Regions from separate parts of the Mus musculus genome. Here all the other regions are linked to region 1. A link is a contact called in public HiCAR-type, HiChIP or PLAC-seq and promoter capture Hi-C data. All regions are on one chromosome and are shown on one strand. Each heading gives the region's core, a stretch centred on a gene start, on an enhancer-like site or on the middle of the called end of the contact. The rest is flanking DNA. Distances are from core to core; before and after follow the strand shown.

The links. Promoter capture Hi-C pulls out the DNA fragments that hold promoters and counts their contacts. HiCAR-type assays count read pairs that join an accessible place to other places. HiChIP or PLAC-seq counts read pairs in DNA pulled down with a chosen protein or histone mark.
Region 2: a contact with region 1 is called in an H3K27ac HiChIP or PLAC-seq map of epiblast stem cells, with 5 times the contacts expected there. The contact joins the promoter of Lin28b here to the promoter of Atg5 in region 1. A contact is called at or near these places in 4 of 39 promoter capture datasets (embryonic stem cells, hippocampal neurons and pre-B cells), 2 of 484 Hi-C or Micro-C datasets (both in embryonic stem cells), 3 of 115 datasets of contacts at active chromatin or transcription factors (astrocytes, epiblast stem cells and thymic regulatory T cells) and 1 of 9 other capture datasets (embryonic stem cells).
Region 3: a contact with region 1 is called in a promoter capture Hi-C map of hippocampal neurons, with 2.9 times the contacts expected there. The contact joins the promoter of 9030612E09Rik here to the promoter of Atg5 in region 1. A contact is called at or near these places in 2 of 39 promoter capture datasets (hippocampal neurons and liver).
Region 4: a contact with region 1 is called in a HiCAR-type map of astrocytes, with 4 times the contacts expected there. The contact joins the promoter of Bves here to the promoter of Atg5 in region 1. A contact is called at or near these places in 10 of 39 promoter capture datasets (the 3T3-L1 cell line, the C10 cell line, embryonic stem cells and 5 more), 1 of 484 Hi-C or Micro-C datasets (embryonic stem cells), 11 of 115 datasets of contacts at active chromatin or transcription factors (astrocytes, embryonic forebrain, embryonic stem cells and 3 more) and 2 of 9 other capture datasets (embryonic stem cells and liver).
Region 5: a contact with region 1 is called in a promoter capture Hi-C map of hippocampal neurons, with 2.8 times the contacts expected there. The contact joins the enhancer-like site here to the promoter of Atg5 in region 1. A contact is called at or near these places in 4 of 39 promoter capture datasets (the C10 cell line, hippocampal neurons, pre-B cells and 1 more) and 4 of 115 datasets of contacts at active chromatin or transcription factors (astrocytes, embryonic forebrain and embryonic stem cells).

The regions. Positions count from the first base shown.
Region 1 is chr10:44,266,941-44,269,845 of GRCm38.p6, forward strand. It overlaps Atg5 (autophagy related 5), which reads left to right and starts at 1,399. Exons shown (of 8, transcript NM_053069.6): 1 at 1,399-1,644. Gm40637 (a long non-coding RNA gene) reads right to left here and starts at 1,262. Exons shown (of 2, transcript XR_871625.2): 1 at 1,173-1,262; 2 at 802-1,021.
Region 2 is chr10:45,468,683-45,471,587 of GRCm38.p6, forward strand. Lin28b (lin-28 homolog B (C. elegans)) reads right to left here and starts at 1,519. Exons shown (of 5, transcript NM_001031772.2): 1 at 1,369-1,519; 2 at 355-536. The coding sequence starts at 1,378.
Region 3 is chr10:43,173,258-43,176,162 of GRCm38.p6, forward strand. 9030612E09Rik (RIKEN cDNA 9030612E09 gene) reads left to right here and starts at 1,442. Exons shown (of 1, transcript NR_102361.1): 1 at 1,442-2,905. It overlaps Sobp (sine oculis binding protein), which reads right to left and starts at 1,273. Exons shown (of 7, transcript NM_175407.3): 1 at 719-1,273. The coding sequence starts at 814.
Region 4 is chr10:45,334,325-45,337,229 of GRCm38.p6, forward strand. Bves (blood vessel epicardial substance) reads left to right here and starts at 1,411. Exons shown (of 8, transcript NM_024285.3): 1 at 1,411-1,557.
Region 5 is chr10:45,313,521-45,316,425 of GRCm38.p6, forward strand. Popdc3 (popeye domain containing 3) reads left to right here. Exons shown (of 4, transcript NM_024286.1): 2 at 1,041-1,759. The coding sequence starts at 1,275. Among named protein-coding and RNA genes, the nearest start is that of Bves, 21 kb to the right of the region's middle. Within about 2 kb of position 1,506, at least 8 of the 459 cell types and tissues checked have an H3K27ac peak or open chromatin away from gene starts, as enhancers often do. A contact at or near this core is called in hippocampal neurons, where this site is marked.

The sequences.
Region 1 (2,905 bases), core at 149-2,648:
AAAGGGACACCATCTCCTCCAAGGCTCAAGGAACCTCACAAAAGAAAGGTGTCAAACTCATGGGACAAGAGCAAGATCACTACAACAAAGTTTGAGGCAAATTTGGAGCAAGTTTTATTAAGTACTGGCCAGGACGTGGACACTGGTACAAGGTCCACACCCAGGATAACCAGAGAATGGCACCAAATTACATTAGGTGGAGCCTTATGAAGGCCAACCCAGCTTCTCCTCAACAGAAGTCTGACAAGACCCTCTTGGGTTTCTTCAGGTAACACTGCCTTTATTTAGATTCATGGCTCTAGCCAGGCTCTGCCGCTGCTGACAGAGCAAAGTGTCGTGGCAGAAATTCCAGTAGAGAAATTGAAGCAGAAGGATGGTAAATTCAAGGTCAGATCGGAGGATGGGGGTTAAAGAGTATCCATGATTATACATAGAGTTTGAGGTCAGTCAGCGTTGCACGAGAGCTTGTCTCAAACCCAAAAAAGGAGGAAGAAAGGAAAGAAAAAAAAAGGCTGGAGAAATACCTACAGATCAGTGTAGTTAAGAGTTAATTGTGCTCACTGATCTCGCAAAAGACTAAAATCATTTCCAGTGCCTGCACTGGGTGCCTCACAACTGCCTGTAACTGCAGCTCCCGGGGCTCCATTTACCATCTCTTAGGATCTAGTTGGACACCTCATCCTCTCCGGGTGGGGGAAGGAAAGAGAAGAGTAAGAGGGGAGAAGAGAAGGAGGAAGAGAAGGTGGAGGAGGACGAGGAGGAGGGTGTTAAAATGTTTGGTGAGTGAAGACCCAGATCAAGTACTCTTTACGTTTTGTTTTATTTTCAAAGCAATAAGAGTAGGAAAGGTACTCTTAGAGGTGAGGGAGGTTTTGGTACTTTTACCAACTGGGGTTAAATACAGCCACTAATGCCTACTGTGGTCCTACAGGAGTGGGGAGGTTCTACCGAGCAAATGAATGTGGTTTACCTTGAAAGCCGGGTGTGGTGGCTCACGTCTGCAGTTCTAGCACTTGGGAGACTGAGGAACACGAGATACCTAGTTAAGTCCCAGACTTGCAGCTTGATACCCCTGTCCTGACTCTAACCCAACTAAATTAAACCATCCCAACCACCCTTAAAAGTAAGGTTTTTACAATACTGTTTTGTGAGGAAGAGAAAAATGCTGCTACCACGGCAGCCGATGTCTCAGGATCCTTTATTTCTCTGTTCTTCCACAACTGTCACACTGACAACCGGGAACACCAACGACTGCGTTCTGTCCATCCAAGAAGAAAACCGGCAAACTCGTTCCGAGTTCAGGCGCTCCCTGTGTGTCTGCGCACGCTCAGGAGCAACTCAGGTCTTGCCAGGTTGGGCCGCGCTCGGAGGGCGGAGCGCTTGCCACGTGGTCTTGGTGACGTCATCTCCGGGCGCCGAGGGTGACTGGACCTACGGTGGGCGCCCGGCGCTGCGGTTCACTCTGGTTCCGAGGGCGGAAGTGCCCGTCGGGCTGTTTTCTGACCCGGGCGGCAGCACTGTGCGGCTGCGCGCGCACTGGGACTTCTGCTCCTGCGCCTCTGCAGGACAGTGTGATCCCGGCAGACAGAACCCGACCGAGCGGCTTTCGCGCTGCGGGAAGCCGGAGCAGAGCCGGCACCTCGGGTAGGGCTCATGTGTGTCCCGGGCGTGGAAGTGTGGGGCGGGAGTGGGACCGGGCAGGGGCAGGGGCTGCGGGCGAGCGGCCCGTGTAAAGAGCGCACCCGGAGGGATGGCGGGGGAGGCGGTGCCGCTGGGCGGAGGTGGGGTTGGCGAGACACCGGCCCGGGAGCCCTTGGGCAGTCTAGCTGTCCCTTTGGGTAGTTAGTATGTCAGTTCCTTACTAAGGTAGGAAATGTAGCATCGAGTCTGGAGCTCAAGTTAAGGACTTGCATTTTATTTAAATCGTAATTGTTTCGGTGCTTTTTGATTCTATCTAAACGCAGACTGTTTCTCTTCGATGCAGTTCTTTGAGTCTCAGTTTAATTTTAGTACTTAATACTAACAAATGCATTTTTCTGTTAGTAGAACACTTTCGTTTATTTAGTTACTTTGTTGAAATTGCTCTCAAAGAATATAAACTTGAGGAACCTAAGAATCTGGGTGGCATGTAGGTTTTTCTCCCAAAGCATGTAGCATTGTTTTCACTGAGAAAGCATAGCAAGTCTTCACTAGTCAGAACCCCAGGAGCAGTTGACTATCTAAAGCCTTCTAGAATTCACCTGATAAGTATCTTGGGTCCTTGATACCGAGTATTTGAGTCAGATGCAAATATTCTGACTTCATTAAAATTATTGTTTGAATTGAAATTTGAGAACAAGAACATTGGCTTTATGGTAGTTGTCTTGGCAGGTGAGAATGTTACACTAAGTTTAATTGTACTTTGAGCCCAGTTTTGTGGCCTGTACCTTTAATTCCAGCAGTGGAGGTGGGGTGAAGGCAGGAAAATCAGGAGTTTAAGGCCAGCCTTGGCTATTTAGTGAGTTTGCTGCAATCCTAGAGGGCATGGTACTCTTTGCAACACACAGACAACATCCTCCAAAGCCCAAAAACAACCTAGCATTTTTTGGCCCTGCATTGGATCTTGAGCAGCACAAAACCAAACTATAACCCGAAAACAAAACAAACCCCAACTGTGATTGCCCACGTTTCTAATCCTTGTGCTAGAGAAGCTGAGGAAGGAAGGTTGCTTTGGGTTGGAGGCCAGCCTGTACTACAGAGCAAGACTCTTGTCTCCGAAAAGAACACACAAACACACACACACAGCTTTAATCCCGGTCTGCATAGTGAGTTTTAGACTAATCAGAGTGACACAGTGAGCACCTGTCCCAAGGGGAAAAAAGTATTTTCCAGGTGATAGAAAGTTCTAGAAAAAGGATAAGCCAAT
Region 2 (2,905 bases), core at 269-2,768, 1.2 Mb after region 1:
TCCCAGGGTTTCTTCCTGCACTTCATGTTCATTCATAAGTCCAGGCAATGTAAGCCAATAGTAAGGGGCGCTTCCAGAATGCAATTTCCTTGTCGAATGAAGGGAAGGTTTATTAAATAATATCAACTCGAGTTATGTTGTACCAGTCAGTGAAGTACCAGCCTTCATTTTCTATTTATAAAAATATACCCCAGCAGGGACACATCTGAAAACTGGACAATCACCTGATTTTTATCGAATATTTCCGTATTACAATACACTTAAAAGCACATTTTTCTATATATATTAACATAACTACACACCAACTCCCAAGCATGGAATCCGGTAAAAAAGGGATTAAAAAGTCTGGCTTACTTGGTGTACAAATACATCCACTGGAATATCCAAGGGATTTCCCTCTCGACTTATCATGGAGATGAATCCGAATCCCATGCGCACGTTGAACCATTTACAGTGGCCAGTGCCATGCAGAACCTGGGGTTCGTCCTCTGCCAGCCCGGGCAGTTTTTCTGGCTCTTCACCTTTGCTTGCCCCGCCTGACACGGAAGAGGACAAAAGTCAGTTAGCCTGCATTTCTATACAGTGCTCATCTAAACAAAAAGTTTTGCTTGGGAAAAGAAGACATGAAGATTAAAAACAAAAGGTTGGCAAACATTTTCCTTCTTAAAAAAAAAATTGAAACAAAAAGGGTTAAAAGCAAAGCCAGGGAGGGGAAGCCACATTGCTGCACTGCTCACAGCAGCTTCCACGTTTCCGTACAGCCGCAGACTTTTTCATCTGGCTCCTTTCTCGGCAACATTCTACGGTTACAGCTTCTGACACTTCACTCACAGGCTGCTGATCTAATACTATTCCAATTTACAAAGAGTAATTTTTCAGCGAGATTGCTTTTCCTAGCAAGGAGAAAGAAAAAAAGAGAAATCCTAAGGATGGCTGGCTACTGGTTAATGCACATGAGGCAGACGGGAATCCCGGGGTATTTGCAATGTGCGTTCCCCTCCCCCTAACTTTCAATTAAAGTTAGGGTAGAATGGGGGAGGGGGCAGGTGTATAAAAGTTTTCTTGAACTCACTAACTGAAACTACACGTAATCACACACACACACATGCACACACACACACAATTCAAACAATAGCCCTCTGAAAGCTTTCCAAGTTGTGAATCAGTGTGGGCGGTACAAAACATTTTGGAGATCTGTAACAATAGGTTTTGCCAAAGCCCCACGGCACTCTAAGGGGGTGGGGAGATAATGCCCAGTATTAGGGTAATGGGGGAAAGGAGAGAAGGGGTGAAAAACTACGTGGTGGGGAGAAGCAGGGGAGAAAAGAAGAGAGGAATCACAGTAAAACAATAGAAAAGAAAATTAACCTTCGGCCATGTTGCCCCACCGGCCCTCAGCTTCAAACTCCAGAGATGAAAACTTTCCCTTTGGACCGGAGTGATCTTCAGCATCAGTCTAACATCTTGATTTTGTGCGATCACAAATTTAGTTCGCATGGTCTAATGTGCTTTCCTTCTTTTGATTTTTTTCTCTTCTCTCTCCGGTTTCTGGCCCCTGAGCACACGTGACTCTGTCAATTACATGCTTTCTTGCTACTAATTCACCTCGGATCCTTAAGGGGCTGGCAAGAGGAAGAGATAACCAATCGCCATTTCATCTGTGCTGACATCAAAATAATTTATGAATGAGCACGAAAAACTCAAACATGTTATCTTAAAGACAATCTGGGACGCTTCTTTATGATTAATCAGAATGCTGATTTTGTATTATTTAAACGAAGGGCCCTTGTGAATCGCTGGTTTAAAAAGGCAGTGTATGTGCACACGCCTGCTCTACACACAAGCTTCTCTAATCTCATAGGGGAGCCATTTAAATAAAGCAACTGATGTTATTATTCCCCACATATATACACCCCATAGGGATTCTGCTATTTCACAGCACCAAACCACCTTAGGGACATTAATATTTAATTTGTAGAGGAAAATACGCAATTCTTAAGTCCAAACTTAAATTTAATTATATAACAATTAACTTCAGATATTGGTAACATAAACCTACCAAAAGGCAAAAGCACAACTAATTTCAACCTGATTTTTTTTTCAATTTGAAATAAAATCCTACTGAAAAAAATCACTACTAATTTCCTATCAAATAGTGTTGCTCATATCTGAACATTTTTGAGAAGTATGAAGAAATTATACTTCACAGGTTTCTCCGACATCTCTTTCCGGGGGAGGAGATGTGATTAATGACTTCCTAAATTACAGCCCAGTTTTCCAGCCTAACGTAGAGTGAACCTCAATCAGCGGTGATTGTTCCCCAAGAGCAGGAGACTCAGCGCAGGGGGGGGGGGCAGGGGGGGCAGCGCAAGGAGGTAAAGAGGGATGCAGGAGAGGCGACTGTAAAGAAAAAAGCCTCCGCTGCTGGGGTGGGGGGTGGGGGAGGGCGCATAGGGGAAAGGTAAATCCGCCTAATATTAAGTGGACCCTGACATCTTAGAGGTCTACTGCCAGCAAGCAGGTCGGTCAAATGCATGAGACTGTAATAACGCAATGGGCTCCTCCTGTCCCTTCCTGTTGGCCCTCTGCATCAACACTTTTTGCTTTTCAAATTGTTTTTGTTGTGTTTGTAACCGTACTAACCACCTTATCGAATGTTTAAAAAAAAAAAACCAATGTATATTAACTAGAAGTGCTTTGTTTCTTTAAAATAAATTACCTGTTTTGAAACATTATAAGGCTTCCACCAGTCTTTCACTACCCCATCCCCCCATTTTCTTAAACAAGCAGTTTACAGAAAAACTGTAGATACCACTTCCCTTCTTCAAAGCTACCAGCTGACCCTCCCCCACCATGCCCGAACACCCCTCACCCCATCTCTCTAGCCAGCCCACACAGTGCTTCA
Region 3 (2,905 bases), core at 192-2,691, 1.1 Mb before region 1:
TTCGCGAACAATGGGCAGGCGGCAGCGGAGGCCGCCCCTCAGACAGCTGGCTTTCAGCCGGGCTTGCCGGGTCTGCTAACTGGAAAGTGAGGCGTGCAGAGGCGAGCGGGAGACCCGGGGCAGAAGCAGAGAGGAGCGGCCGGGGACGGCGAGGCGAGCCCGCTGGCTGCAGCGTCCCTGACCCGCGCCGCTCCGGCCCAAGCCTCCGCCACTGACAGCTACACCGCCGCAGCCGGCGAGTTGGAGCAAAGCGGGATCACCGAGCCTGGGGATGGACCGGGAAGAGGGGTGGAATCCAGGTATCCCGGGTGCCCCGGTCCGGCAGCTCTTAACTTTGGAGGGGTCCGGAGATTCATTTCCGAAAAAGGGAGAAATACTACACCGACCATCAGGAAAGCCACTGCACCATGCTCACTCGCCACTGGGGTTCAGTGCCCTCGCCCGGCAACATCTGTACCAGTCTAGGGTTTGTGAGGTTAAATAGTATCCCCCCCCCCTCGCCCCCATCAAATCTGAGGTTGGCAGACTTCGGAGATGCAGCCCATGAGTTGGCCTCGGTTTTGCACCTGGAGGGGGAGCTGAGGCGTCCCAGGGACCCAGCAGAAACTGACAAGCGCGCCCCTGTCCCCCCCCCCCCCCCCCGCAGCCTACACAACAGCCCGAAGGGAGCGGACGGAATAAAGAGCTCGGTCTCCCCGGCCTCCGAGTCCGAAAATACCTTCATCTCCTCGTTGATCTCCCTCTTCACAGGGTGAGCGGGTTTCCGGCTTCTTTTATTTTCCGGAGGTCTCCCTTCTTTCTCCATTTCTGCCATGTTTTTGTGTCTGGTTTCTGTGGAGATGAAATGGCTGCTGCCGCCGCCGGCGGTGGTGGTGGTGGCGGTGGCGGTGGCGGAGGTGGAGGTGGTGCTGATGGTGGCAACGCTGGCGGAGGTAGCGGTGCTAGCGGGTCCGGGGCTGGGGGTGGGGGTGGAACAGGCGAGGGAGGAGCGGGGTCTCTTCTAGCGGCGGAGACCGTCAGTGGCCGTCACGGGGAAGGGTAGCCCGGGGAGTCTCGGGGATGCCGCCGCCGCCGCTCCTACCGTCGCCGCCGCCGCTCCTGCTGCCGCCGCTGCCGGTGCCGCCGCCGCCGCTCCCGCTCCCGCCGCCGCCGGGCTGCATCCTCGGGGCCCGAAGGAGTCGTCAGCCATCTTCCTGAGCTCTGTCTGTCCGCATGGGCGAGAGGAGCGCCGGCCACGGCGGAGACAGCTGCTCTGGGCGTGCGTGCGTGGATCTGTGTGTGCGCCCGGGAGAGCGCGCCAGCCCCGGCGCCCAGCGCCTCCCGCGAGCCGAGCCGCGGGCGGAGGGAGGGACTGAGCGGGGAGGGGTCCGAGGGAGGGGAGGCTGGGGGTGGGGGGGACAAGGCCAGCCCCCCGCTCGCGAGCGGGCGTGGCTTCCCGGTCGTTGTAGACGCGGATGCTGCGCGGCTCCGGGGGCTGCTGGCGGCCGCCTGCTCCTGGGCGGCGGGCACCGGCCCTACTCGGAGCCGCCACCTCCCCGCGACGACCCCTCCTGCTCCCGAGCTCCGTGACGTGGGCTCCGGTGGGCTCAGAGTTGGCTTCTGAGGATGACCTAGAGGCCGCTGAGGCAAAACATAGCGGGGTGAAGGGTGGAGGTGGAGCGCTGAAAGGGCGCAGGGACCTGAAGGCAGAGCGAGAACTCGGCTCCGGGGTTGCAGCGCCCGGGAGCGGAGGGAAACACAGACCGGACCCACCGCTCAGGCACCAGTGTCCTGCTCCGAAGACTACGGCAGGCTGTGTGGAGGCTGAATGTCGCTTAGAGGGGTCTCCAGCACAGCGCGCCGTCAGACTGTTTGCCAGGAAGCTTTTGCCTTCCTGAGAAGGACTTCGAAGTAGGACAACTCAGCCTCCAGCTCCCTGATTTTCTTTCTCTTTCTGTCTCCCTTCCCCCTCTGCCCCAAACGCAAGCTTATGCTCTGTTACAAAGTAGCATCTTTACCCGGTGACCCGGCTTGCACCCTCACCGTGCCCTGTGCTTAATGGGAAGGGTTGGGCTTAGTGGGTACTGTTGTGCGCTCAGGATCCCTCCCCCCAGAAGCCCCACGCCCTCGCCACGCACGACAGGACCCTCTCCTCTCCATCAGGTTCCACACTCTTCCACCAGACTCGCATCTGCTGGTTCCAAAGCCCAGCTCATCCTCCATGCGCTCACGTGTTTCCTCTTGGGCCGCCTCTGTCCACGCCCTGGACCAAGGTCGGCTGCGCCTGTCCCTGTCTTTTGGGTTGAGGTATCAGCGTGAACCGTTTGATGAGGCTCCAGAGACAACACACAGCTCTGAAAATCTCCTACACACACTGCAAAGGAACGACACCTAGACGTTCCCAGTTCAGCTTTCCCGCGCCGCTCCACTTTGTAATTACCTGACACAATGTGATATGGGGGTGTCCATTGTTCCCCGGCTTGTTATTACGGAGTGTTCATTATGACAGTGGTGGAATTTAAAATTACACATTTTTAAGTCCTTAAGAGATAGAATGAATTCGGTGTGGGGGTATGAGTAAGCTTTTCATTAAAATCTCAGTTCGGCCTATCAAGTGGGGTTCATTCTGAGTGTTGCCTTGCCTAATTTGCATTTTAGCATGGTTTTGTCTCTTTAAGCATAGAATTACAGATATCTGGGAGCGTACTCTGCAGGGCTGAACAACCCTATGAGGCCTGTTTTTGCATTTTAGCATAATGTGTTTCGTACAAATATTTGGGAGGGTACCCTGGAAAGCATCTTCTCTTTCGTGTGCTGGGGGTGCGAGGGAAAGTACCTGTGTACCCGAAGCCATGCAGAAGGCCTGTGGGAACTTCTAAAAGCCAGCTTTTGCCTTTTAGGGGTCATAGTGAAAAGCCAGGGGGTC
Region 4 (2,905 bases), core at 161-2,660, 1.1 Mb after region 1:
TCTGCATTAACACCATTCTAAAACCTTTGCGGGTGTGATGAAATTCAGCTCTCAACACAACCCTAAGGGGCTGGAGACATGGTTCAGTTAGTAAAGTCCTTGCTGCACAAGAATGAAGACAGAAGTTTGATCCCCCAAATCCATGTTAAAAAGTCGGATGTGGAGGTTCAGTTTGTAATCCCAAACTGGTGAGGGTGTGACAGGCAGGTTCCTTGAGGCTCCCTGGTCCGCTAGACTAGCTTAACCGGGAACTTTCAGGTTAATGCGAGACTCACAAGACAAGACTGATGGTCCCTCTGCATGCCCTGGGACATACACTCATGAAGAGAGGAAGAGGGGGAAAGAGGAGAGCGCGTGGGGAGAGCATGGGCATGAAGGTGAGATGGGGGGAGGGAGAGATTTGAGAGCAGGCTCTCTTGAGGTGGAGGAAAGAGGAAAACCGCCACTGTGATCTCCTGCCATCCACCTTCTTTGAGACTTACTTTTCCTGCCCTGCCACTGAAGTTCCCAGGGACTCTCCCCTGTCCCCATGGATACACTGGGATAACAGGTTTTAGGCTGTTGCATCCTGCGTTGTGGAACTGAAAACTCAGGCTTCTCGCTGGTAAGCACTTTACTACTGAGCCAACTCCTCTTTAAAGATTTTAAAGGTTCAATAATGCTGGGACCAAGCCAAGCCATCAACACAGGGGCCTGTGGGGAATGCCCCAGAGCCAACTGGAGCAGACAGATTGCAACTTGGTCTATACTACTTGGCTCTGGAATAGCAGGCGTGCTCTCTACTAGGCAGATTGGACCAATGTGCACCTCGGGGGTACTCTATACGCATCCTGACATAGCGGGGGTTCTGTTTTGATCTTTGATCCCACAGGACTGCGTTCTCTGTCACACAGAGGACACTTGGTGGTTATCGGATGTCCATTTAACCTTTCTATTTGTCCTATAAACTTCATCCCACCGATTTTTCATTACTGTGAACTTTCTTGCATTTCTTATCTGGTCCGGTATACCATGTCCAGTATAAATACTGATTGAAGAATATGTCCATATCCTATTTTTTCTCAATTTCTGGTCCTAAATGTAAGCATTTAACCTCGCTCCTTTGAAATCCAGCCTGCTAGCTTGTAGGTGGGATCTGGCTGGGCTATCAGGTGTCTCGGAGCAACAGCGCCCTCCGAGCCTCGGGCAACTCTCCGAGGGGTCTGTCCTCACTCCCCTGCCCTTTCCAGCGGGGGGCGACCCGCGTCCGCGCGTGTCCCCACTCATGCCCAAACAAGGAAGCGCGGGAGCGGGCGCGCGCACGCGGTGGGCCAGGCAGCGGGTCTGCGGGGAGCGGGGCTCCGCCCGCGGGGGCGACCTCGGGCGGCGCGTGCGCCGTGCGCCCCAGCCGGCCGCCGGGATGCCTATTTTAGTCAAAGCCTCCGCGAACGGGGAGCGGGCCGGGGCCGCGCTGCCTGGGGACCCGCCGCGAGCCCGTCCAGCCACCGCCGCTCGCCGCCGCCGCCGCCGTCGCAAACTTTGCGCGCGCCGCCGCCCCCGGGCCCCGGGACGCGCAAGGTAAGGAGCCAGAGCGCGCGATCGCGCGGGAAAGTTGGGCACGGAGCGGCCGAGCAACTTGCGATGCGCCCGCGTCCCGCGTCGTCCTTGCAGCCGCCCTTCGCCTGCCCGCGCCCCGGTCCCTCGGCGGGACAGCGGGGGGCCGCGGAGCTGTGGACGCTGACACTGCTGTGAGAGCAGGGCGAGCGGGTCCCGGGTGGGGGAGCAGTGGGAGCCACGGGTCCTCGCCACCCGCCCGCGTCCTAGAGAAACGGGTGGCTGCCAGACGGATCCCACAAAACCGTCGCCCCGAGCCGCCCGGAGGTGCGCGGAGAGTCCGGGAAAATATCAGTGAATTGCGCGTCTCCTCAAAAGGTTTTTGCTCATCGCTATTCATCTTCTTCTTTTTTTTTTTTTTTTTTTTTTTTTTTTTTTTTTTTTTTTCTAATTTGGTCAAGGTTTAATGTGCTAGCTTGCTTCCTCGGTCAGGTATGTAGACCTGCAGATGCCTATTTGAAAACCAGTAGATGGGCACGCTTTTACTACAGTGAGTAATTTGGGGAATTAGACGTGGAGGATCTGATGAGAAAGATGACGTTCTGATTTTGACAGTTTACAAATTCATCCAGTAATCTAACCTTCTTCATTAGATCATCATTCATTATTCGTATAAGGGCAGTTCAGTGTAGGCCACTTAAACCTATTAAGAAGTGATTAAGCAGGCCGTTAGACTAAGTCATTGGATAGCGAAAAAAAATTGAACTGATTTATGACAGGTAAGAAGCATTTCACAGCAATATATGTAACTATATATCTACAGCTGCATATAACATTTGCGTATCTTTAATAAGTGTAGCGTAGCAAAGTATGTTCTACAATATGCCTGCATTTAAACCTGGCCATTTAGGGCCGGTGAAAGAGCTCAGGCCGTGAAGGTACATGCCAGCACGCCTGGCAACCTGGGTTGTATCCCCAGGACCCGCGAAGTGGAAGGGGAGAGTCTCCAGCAAGCTGTCCTCTGACTTATGCACCCGTACACCACTGTAGAAATAAACACATGTAATGCATTTTAATAGCTATTAATATTTTCTGGTTTTGAGGAAAATAATAGTTTTCCTTGCCAATTTCCTTTGACCAGAAATGTAAGCTTTTAATGCCACTTCTAAAACCTAAAAGTGAACTATAGCAGATTAGGAGGTAGCATAGGCGAAATATGAGGGGGTGTTTGTGTCGATTAATTTAGTACAAAAATCTGCTTTTGAACATCACAACCCGACTGAGTTTTTTTGTTGTTGTTGTTTTGTTTTGTTTTTAGGGGTTTTCTGTGTAGCCCTGACTCTCTCTGTAGACCAGGCTGGCCTCAAAACTC
Region 5 (2,905 bases), core at 256-2,755, 1.0 Mb after region 1:
CTCCCTCCTGGCCATGTGTTCTCTATGCTTCCTGATTTATGGGGGTGATTATAGTGTCACATTTAAGCCATCTTTCATGGAAGACCACTTCCTTGGATCCAGCACGTGGGCAGTGCCACCGAAGTCCTGCTCTGCTTTGATGTCTGTGTAGCTTGGACACATTCATTCATGGCTCCTCTGAGCCTCAAATATGTTTAAAGCAAAACTGCCGTAGCATCAGACAGTATCTGTCAAGAGGGGAGGATTTTTGGAAGGTTCATGGATTCATCATAATTACGAAGAGAGCGTGTTCAAAATACGCATCTCTGGAAATCGCCTTGATTTAATATTTGTGGAGAAAGTCCATGGCTCTGTTTTTAGTCACTTGTGTCGAGTGACTCTGACTTAAAGCTGTGCCACTGCTGTAGACTGGCTGACCCAAGGATTTAGTTATCCCCGTGTTTCAGTTTTCTGTCTGTTGTTGTGATAAAACACTGACGAAAACCAACTTGAGGAGGAAAGGGATTATTGCCCCTTACAGACTAGAGTCCATCATTGACGGATGTCGAGCAAGGAGCTCAAAGTCGGAACCTAGAGGCAAGAACTGGAGCAGAGGCCATGGAGGAATGTTTGTGCTGACTTGCTCCCCGTGACTTCCTGAGTTGGCTCTCTCATATACCTCAGGACTACCTGCCTAGGGCTGGCACCGCCCACAGTGGGCGGGGCCATTTCACATCAATCATTAACCTAGAAAATGCCCCACCAGCTTGCCCAGGACAGTCTGATGGAGGTGTCTCCTCAGCTGAGATTCCTTCTCAGGTGACTCCAGCTCGTCAAGTTTATAAAAACCAACCTGCATGCGCCGAAAAATCAATAGCTAGCCAATTTCTAGTAAATATGCTTTTATTAAACATTTAATTAATACTTGCGCTTAAAACATCCCAATTTTACTAACAACGGGAAGACAATTTGCATAATTGGTGCTGCAGATTCATTAAGTAAAGTACCATTCCATTCTTTTTGTTTAATTTGATCCTATGTCCCTATTTTCTTTCACACAGGAAATAGCAAAACCTTTGTGGACTTCATCTGAATCAGGAGTCCAGATGAGCTTAAAGAAACTGGGGCTGAACCCATAGCTCTTTCGGCTCCACACCCACTGAAGCCCCCTCCATGCCAGCCCCCGAGTCTCCCGGCCTGTGGAGTGCACTGCTGTGTGATGGGAAAGCGAAGGACTCTGTCACTGGCCTCAGGGTCCTCTAAAGCGAACTGACAGGGAAGCAGATAGTGCAGCCATGGAGAAGAATTCAAGCTTATGGAAAAGCTTGGTGACTGAACACCCACTCTGCACCACCTGGAAGCAGGAGGCCGAAGGGGCCATTTACCACCTCGCCAGTATCTTGTTTGTAGTAGGTTTTATGGGTGGCAGTGGATTCTTTGGGCTCCTTTATGTCTTCAGCTTGCTGGGGCTGGGTTTCCTCAGTTCTGCGGTCTGGGCGTGGGTGGACATCTGTGCCGCTGACATATTTTCCTGGAATTTTGTGCTGTTTGTCATCTGCTTCATGCAGTTCGTTCACATCGCGTATCAAGTTCACAGCATAACCTTCGCCCGAGATTTCCATGTGTTGTACAGCTCGCTCTTCAAGCCCCTCGGGATCCCTTTGCCCGTCTTCAGAACAATTGCTCTGAGCTCTGAAGTGGTTAGTTTGGAGAAGGAGCACTGCTACGCCATGCAGGGGAAAACCTCCATTGATCGACTCTCCGTGCTCATCTCAGGAAGGTTCGTACCCTGCGTGCAGTGTGCCTCACCTCTGTAGTGGTTCTGTGTGTTTCTTGGTATTCTATGTTGGTGCAGCATAGTCCTGGGTGGCATTTAGCACCCATTGACTCGGGGAAATCTTTGAGACATGACATAGGTGTGGGTATTTAGAGGACATGCTATAGTTTACTTGAATCCAGAAATAATCTCAGCGTACTCTTTCATCTTACAAATACAATTCACAAGTCTTAAAAGCAAAGCATGAATTTGGTTCTGTGGATTCAACATTTGTGACTAGTCACAGAACGTCAAGGAGGCTGAGGCAGCTTGACCTGGTAGATCTGTCATCGGCACACTGAGTGTTTTAGGTGGACTCTTCTGACATCCTTCTCGATAACAGGGAGTCTTTCATTTTATATTATCAAATTTATTCAGTAAATCTTAGCATTTGCCCCCTTGTGAGAGGTGGGAGTAAAGACTTCGGGAATATATATGTATAGAATCTAAACTTGGAAAAGTTTGAGGAGGTAAACAATCCTGTGTTTTTCATATAATTGAAACTATTAATGGCTGGAGAGATGGCTCTGCAGTCAAGATCACTGGCTCCGGTTCCAGAGGACCAGGGTTCAATTCCCAGCACCTGCATGGCAGCTCATAACTGCCTGAAATTGCAATTTCATGGGATCCAACACCTTTACACAAACATGCATGCAGGCAAAGCATCAATGCACATGAAATAAAATTAAGTAAATTAATTAATTGTGTAACAAAAAGAAAAGATTAAACCTTTAACACACAGAGGTCCTTGCAGCAGATTCCCCACTATGCTCTTAAACTCCCCACAGTGTAGTAAAAAAAAAATTTTTTTTGACTGAGTGTGCCAGTCCTGTGCTGAGGCACAGTACCCACATGGAATGGACTCATCTCATGCATGTACAACTTGATGAGCTGTTGGTGAATTTCACCTACTGTTCCAGACTTCTAGGTGATGAATATCATACACAAACCTTATAGGGATTACGGTAGTACATGTATTTAATATTTTGTTCTTCAAAACTCATCAGGGAAGAAGTCTCCAAAGGCTGCAAGGATACTTTCCCCCACTCAAGTGTCCCCCAAATGTGCATACACTTTCTTCCCACCTCATAACAGATGTTCTTATATCTT